Linked DNA regions of Gasterosteus aculeatus: region 2 is linked to region 1. A link is a contact called in public Hi-C data. All regions are on one chromosome and are shown on one strand. Each heading gives the region's core, a stretch centred on a gene start, on an enhancer-like site or on the middle of the called end of the contact. The rest is flanking DNA. Distances are from core to core; before and after follow the strand shown. Region 1 overlaps efna5b (ephrin-A5b). Region 2 has its middle 85 kb from the start of LOC144386378.

Region 1 (3,705 bases), core at 822-3,321:
AGAAAAAGAGATTAAACTCCCTTTCTGATAACAAAAAGTTTATTGGTAAATCCATACGATAAGCCATGACAAGCAAATAATACCACATAAATCACAAATCAAAATCAATTATCATCTATCACGCTGTGCTCCGTGAGCAAATAAACATATGGCTAATCTGAGCTGCACTGTGACATTTCATTAATTGGCTGTGAAAAGCTCCACACAAATAGCACATGTTCACACAAATGTATCAAAAAGACGGTGGATCATCCTCCGATCAGCCGTGTGGGTATTTAAACTAAATGCCAACCGGCAGATTAGCGGTGGCATTTCCTGATGAGACTTTTTTTTTTCCTTGATAATACACTAATTAGGTCTCGAAAATTGTTCGTCCCTGTGTTGCAATCGGAGAAGTACATTTCTGTTGCATTCCTGCACTACGTATTGACATAAAGCCATGTTGAATAATTGCACAGCTAATATGTAAATATGCAAAGGCGAACCATTAGCGGAGCAATTAATGGTGGAATGGGATGATGACACATCTAACTGCTGCACAATCTAATTTGCGATGGTGTAATAAGCCATTGTATGGCATTAATGACATTACATTCATGGCGATGGGGAGGGGCGCTCGTTCCAGACAGAGCGCGTAAAAGGTCACCCAGGAATGATTAATCGGACCAGGCCTCAGCGGCTGGCGCATCAAAAATTGTCAACTGAAATTAAAAGTGAAGTCGTAGTTTGCTCGCAGATCTGAGATGCTCCCAGTCCACTGTGGGAGGGGGGGAGGCGGGGGAGAGGGGGAGGAGGGGGCTCTCTATTAACGTCGCAGTGAGACAAAAAGGGGTCTAATCCGTACAAATAGCGTCGCACCTCGGGCAAACTGAGCGGCGCTGTGGACCAACGACGTTAACGGCACAATTCCCACGTGATGTGTGACCGGGAATGTATTTCCCACAGGGGGAGCCACCATTGTTTCCACGCGTCAGAGCAGCAACGTGGTTTACTATAGATCGGGTTCATTATTGTACTTTTCCTTTAATTAAAATGTGTTTCTCAGTTGGGATTTCTAAAGAAGGAATTAGTTGCATAGAAAACAAATAACCGCAATCAAAAGCATTCTGGCCCTTCCAATTTAACTTTTTAATAAGATAAAGGCGAGTCTCTTAAGAATTTAAGCACCGCAAGAGATAAAAGACATTCATGGCAGAAGACGACTGCAAAAGCAGCTCAATGCAGCAAGTAGCCTGTAGGAAGAAAACAATAAAACAAATCAATGGTAAGCTTGTAAATGCTGCATTTTTAGTTTGAAAAGGAGAGTCTCAATCGGAAAGAACTCGGTAAGTCTGCGATTAACAGGCCCTCTATCACTTATTGATCCACATTTATTACCTTTAAATGCGGGTAATTGCGGAGAGTTTGGTGCAATCTCTGTCTGCATCTTTATAGAATGGCTCCAGTAGGTGTATGGGCCTTAAGTGCACTCGTAAATTGGTTTTATGAGTTTCTGAGACATATCGCTGCTAATGTTTCCACTCGGCGGTTTTATGGCCACATTGGACTCCGGTGAAAGATCCTTTCTAAAATATGGCAAAAGAGACTTTAGGAAAAAAAAAATGTATATATATATATATATAAATATATAGATACATGGAATGGATGTGGAGCCTTCATTTCAATAATAATAATAATAATAAATAAGTCCTTCCAAAAAAAACAAAAAACAAAATGCATATATTAATTAGTTTATTTGGTCATTATATTGGGGAAAATAATTTACTGATTAGAGGAGGTAGAATCACTAGAATCAAAAACAGTGAGTAGTACTTGTATCTGAGGGAGCATTTAGCACACACACACACACACACACACACACACACACACACACACACACACACACACACACACTGCGTACAACTCCCTGTCCTATTCTCCAGATGTTCTCTTTCACAGCTCCGTCAAAAGACTACCAGCATTCAGCCGCCTTTCTATTTTCCGTCATTCCCGTTCCACCTACTCGCACCATCCGATCCCGCCATCAAAGCAGGCCACTCTGCCAAACATGATCCCCGTCTGTTGTGTGTTGGTTTGGTGGCGGATTAAACAGTTTCCCACTAACTCTCTGATGTGGACCTTATCTCAGGTTTCTCTTGACACTGCCGGTGCTGTGGTGTTATTAGAAGCTAAAGGGCTTTGTTACGGAGCACAAAAGGCAGCGCTAGGCAGCAGTTAGTACGGCTTTGTTAAGGGTCAGAGAGGTGTTAAATAGACAACACCTGGGCTTGTGTTAACACCTTCACCTGAGGCTACATCCACACTTCGACGTTTCCCTCTCCAAAAACGCATGTGTTCGACCTCGTTTACATTGGGCGTCCGACGAAAAACGGATACGTTTGGAAATGCTCCCGAGGACGGATCGGTATGAAAACGCCGACATTCCGTCTTCACGTGGACGGTAGGAAGCGGATGAGTTAGGAAACGGACGCGGCCCGCACCCGCTACTGGGCTGCTTCTTAGCAGGCGTGATGTGGACGCAGATCTTTTTTGTGTGGACGTAGCCTGAGACATTCAAGGGAAGTATCAAACCTTATAGAAACTTTAAAAAAAAACAATACAGAAATGAGCCACGAGACAACTTCCTTTTTTTATTTCCAAGAGTGTATTGAGGAATATTCTAACGTTTGTTTCACACAATTTCCCAATAGAAGGCCACTCTCTATTATTGAAATGGAGCCAATCGCAGGCCTCCTCCAGAGGCTGCTGATTATCGATCATCGCGTGGTTGTAATGCGATGTCCTTGCCTCTCTTACCTGCCTGAGGAGGCACAGGAGACAACTGGATCAGGTCCAAGGGAAAACCAAACCCGCGAGTATGAATATACCGTGCCGATACCAGTCGCGAGTTCTCCTCTCATCCATCCCGTCGTTTGAAAGACATTTTTCCCTTTCAAAATCTGATTGACATCAATTATCAAAAGCATATTTGCCCACAGTGGAGCCTCGGAGTAACTTTGGGGGAGAAACAGACCACATTCTGGGCCGGCTCAGTGTCAGACCGTGTTACGCTGGATCCCCATCTCCTCTCCCTCCCGCCTCCTTTCATCCCCCTCTTATCCGCCTCTCCCCTAGACACGTCTGGCTGGTCTACACACGCGATCCTCACGCTAGCTGGACCTAAGCCCCCGTAAAGGCTAACACAAGCTCGGTGTAGAAACTCGTATTTGCGGCCCACCTCCATCCCTCTAAACCCCCCCCGCCACCCCACCAATCCCTCTCCTCCCTCCTCGTGCTGCCTGACTACACGTTCGCTTTGCATTACTTCTGCTATTCTAACTTTTCCACTCCTGAGCACTATCAATTATGCACTAGAATAACAGTGGGGCCAGGCTCTGCAGCGGGACATAAAGGCCGATTATGAGTGTGAATAATTCAGCCATCTTCGTGCCATGTTCCTCTTACCACTGATACAGCCAGGGAAGTCTTCGCTGCTAATGCACGGTGGCAAGCGCAATGCGACCTGGTCTTAATGTGAGGACAGCGCTCTACATTCCCAGAGAGAGGAGCGAGCGCAGAGCTGGAGAGGACATGAAAAGCATGGCTGCGTTGCATTATTAAAGCGACTGCGGACCAAATGTCACTCACATTGACAAGGCTGACACTGGCACGGACCGGCCGACTGACACCTGTCAATCGGTTAACAAGAAAAACGGGAATATATGG
Region 2 (3,375 bases), core at 534-3,033, 110 kb before region 1:
TTGATAAAAATCTTCTTGCATTTGTCGGCAGCCTCCAAGCAGCCACAGCGCTGCCTTCAGCTGCCTCTTATTTTACCCTACAGGCTCTAATCAAAGCCGGCGCTGCCCGGAGACACACACACACACACACTCCCAACTCGCGCGCACAGCGGCCTACCGGTCACGCCGTCTAATACGGTTTCAATTGTCTATTTGACCTATAGGACTGGGAGCAGTATTCCAATGTGACCACGGAAATGTGTTGCCAACAGGGACGTTTATTTATGTGCGACCTGGTAATATTCTAAGCACATGAGCCAGAGTAAACTGGAGCCAGAGAGAACTGTTTAATAAATTAACTTCAAATGAGTCCCAATAAAAAGACTGATGTATTAAGTGAACAGTATTTAAACAACAAACAAAGAAAATAGACCATGTGAGACTAATCGGGAAAGCAAATGGTCACAAAATATAACAGAGCAACACTTCAAATCACAGCAAACAAATCAAATCACAGCAATTAAGACTCAAAACCACCACGATACAAGAAACGCATGTACGATGGGTCACTCAGTTCAACACAGCAGAAAGCCCCACAAGAAAACCAAGCATAAAAAGGCCCATGCAGTTGACTTATTAAAAAGCTTACCATATAATAGGTAAGTGAAAAAGTTAAGAGTCTTTCAAACATTTCATATTGCTCACGGACTCTTCCCCCAGTTGGAGCAGGTGATCGAGGTAATTGCCTCTCGGCAAGCAAGACTGATCACCAATGTATTAGTTTAATGTGATGGACTAAAAGACATTGAGTGTTAGGATCCTGTTTTCGGCAGGTAGAATGAAGCAGGGCTTACCCAATCAGCTGGCCTCAGGTGTGTTAATCAACCGGACGAAAGGCACAGGTGAGCTTTTAGCTTAACCGGGTCCTGATACTGGGCCGCCCTTTTACCTGCCTTGCCACATACGTATCTGGAACTGTGAAAACAACATGATTTTATCTCCTACCAACGGGGCAAAAAGGCCTTTGTCATTGTTCAGCTGCCCACAAAAAAACTGTTGCCTCCAGCAGCTCGTCCCGTGTTCATCACAAAATTGTTCACAACAAATCTGCCCGGGGGTGTCAGCGTAATTTCCAGGCCGTATACTAGGCCATATATTGCAATATGAATTCAGAATCACTGCAGTACACATAGGGTGGCTCTAAAGGGGGGCGGGGGGGGGTTCTGTTTTTTGTATTTACAGTGATTGATGTGAAAAAATGAAGTACATTTACTTACTTACTTCTAGCTGCTTATGATTAGACGCTAAATGAACATATCGAGCTTCAGCCGGCCACGTGTTTACGTAGGCTTATGATGTGCAAATTTAAATAAGACGAATTCCAGCAAGCCTCCTCTGCCACATGTGGCTCTTTGTCTCCACCATTAAACACGGAGCGGGACGCAGGTTGTCGGGGTCAACCTCTCTCCTGTTTGGCAGATTCAGAGCCCCAATGGAGAGCAAGCAAGCAGCCGATTTTGATCTTCCCTTCTGGAGAGCACCTGGGGTATTATATCCCCCCCTGACACACACACACACACACAAACACCACCCTGCATTGGAGGGAATGACAAGCTGATATAGACCTTTGACCTTTGCAGTGGAAGACTGAGTGGGAGAGCGTGTCAGTGTGTGTGTGTGTGCATGCATTCTTGGGTGGGATTGTATGTTTCACATGTGCATGGTCTAATATACACATACATACATATACATACATACATAATTGACAAAGTGAACAGAGTTTGAGTCATTATAGGAAGAACAATAAAGGCAGTTCTCACATTTACCGAGGACATGATTTCTGGCAGGCGGGTAATTTACAGCTCTCTATACAGCTTAGCTCAAGCTGTTTAAAATCCCTGTCCATTTGATTTAAACTAAAGGAGAATGACATTATTTAAAAACAATGTTATGGATTCCGGCAGGATGCACTCCTCTCTCTTCATCGGAAAACGTTGTTGTCTTTTTATAACACATCAACTACCTGAAATATTTGTGAGCATTGAAATGCCGTATATTGATATTGATTTCCACAGATATTCCCCCTTAAATATTTATGACTGTATAAACTCTTTAAGCCATAGAATGTTCTTTCTGCTAGTGCTTTTGTTTAGGTTCATCAGCAGACACATTGGCCAAACATCTTACAACCCTTTGAAGCGAAGACATCCATGGACTATGAATATAAATCAAGCATTAAGTGGAAAATATATGTACATATACATATTAATAAATACTGAACCACTCACAAACTATTCTTTGAACATAGATTATATGCGCTAGAAATACATATTGGAATCAGGACCGTATAGTGTTGTTTAAAATGAAACTTTTAAGTTAAATCTGATACAAATACCTTGTATCAGTGAAAACGTAATCATGACATTGAGCAACACTCGTGTCTTTTCTATTGTAATTTATTTCTAGTTACGAATTGTGTTTTTATTCAGTGCCAAGTGACAAATTCGGAGATAAAGAGTTAAAAGAAAATTGCCTCTTGGCTGCAGCGAGGGAAGTGTTATTAGAACAATAACAAGTATTTAGTTTTAGGCCCGTGGGTATCTCACTTTGAAAGACATAAAGAAGACGCCAATGTTTGTTTATTGCGAGACTTTCAGCAGACACCGTCATTTCTCACACATGTGTTTATGGGGGACATTCTATGCATGTGTACAGTATGTTTGAATAGTAACTTCATACAGACACTCCTCACCTCCCTTTACCAACACACACACACACACACACACACACACACACACACACACACACACACACACACACACACACACACACACAGACACAATTTAAGATGTAAGGCCAGAGATCTGGTCCAGGGTGAGAGAGCTTTAGCTGTTTGCTTGAGCCTTGACTCTGTTGGGTGGCAGGACGTGCCTCCCCTTTTCAAACAAACCATATCGCTTTTGGAAGTTTTACTTCCTTCTAAGATTCTAAGATTCTCACGATACTGAACAAAATGTATTCTTAGTAACATTTTCTGTGGTTGCGATTTGACAAACAGCAAGGTATAATAAGAAAATGTTTTTTTAATACCAAGTAACAAGGTAATGTACCCAAAAATAAGTCATACTATGTGCTTTAATGGTTGTTACTGGATCAAGGGTAAATCAAGAATCAAGAAGGGAAGGGATGTATTTTACATTGGTCCCAGAAGACACAGATAATTCATTGAAATAACTTAAGAACTGTGCACTATATATGAAGTGACTAATAAGGGCATACCATGACTAGACAGAACGAAAAGGCCTCCTTATATCATCTCCTTATATATTATTATTTGTTTAGAAGAGGCGGCAAATAATTACATTTAAAATAAATTGAATACTAATTCATCTCACA

What was found. A called contact is a pair of places that touch in the nucleus more often than the background predicts.
Region 2: a Hi-C map of skeletal muscle shows a contact between it and region 1, with 2.7 times the contacts expected there. The contact joins two enhancer-like sites. A contact is called at or near these places in 2 of 6 Hi-C or Micro-C datasets (both in skeletal muscle).

The regions. Positions count from the first base shown.
Region 1 is chr13:7,123,542-7,127,246 of fGasAcu3.hap1.1, reverse strand. The region is part of intron 1 of efna5b (ephrin-A5b); the gene reads right to left. Among protein-coding and RNA genes, the nearest start is that of efna5b, 16 kb to the right of the region's middle. Within about 2 kb of position 2,071, at least 1 of the 9 cell types and tissues checked has open chromatin away from gene starts, as enhancers often do.
Region 2 is chr13:7,238,474-7,241,848 of fGasAcu3.hap1.1, reverse strand. No RefSeq gene overlaps it. Among protein-coding and RNA genes, the nearest start is that of LOC144386378, 85 kb to the left of the region's middle. Within about 2 kb of position 1,783, at least 1 of the 9 cell types and tissues checked has open chromatin away from gene starts, as enhancers often do.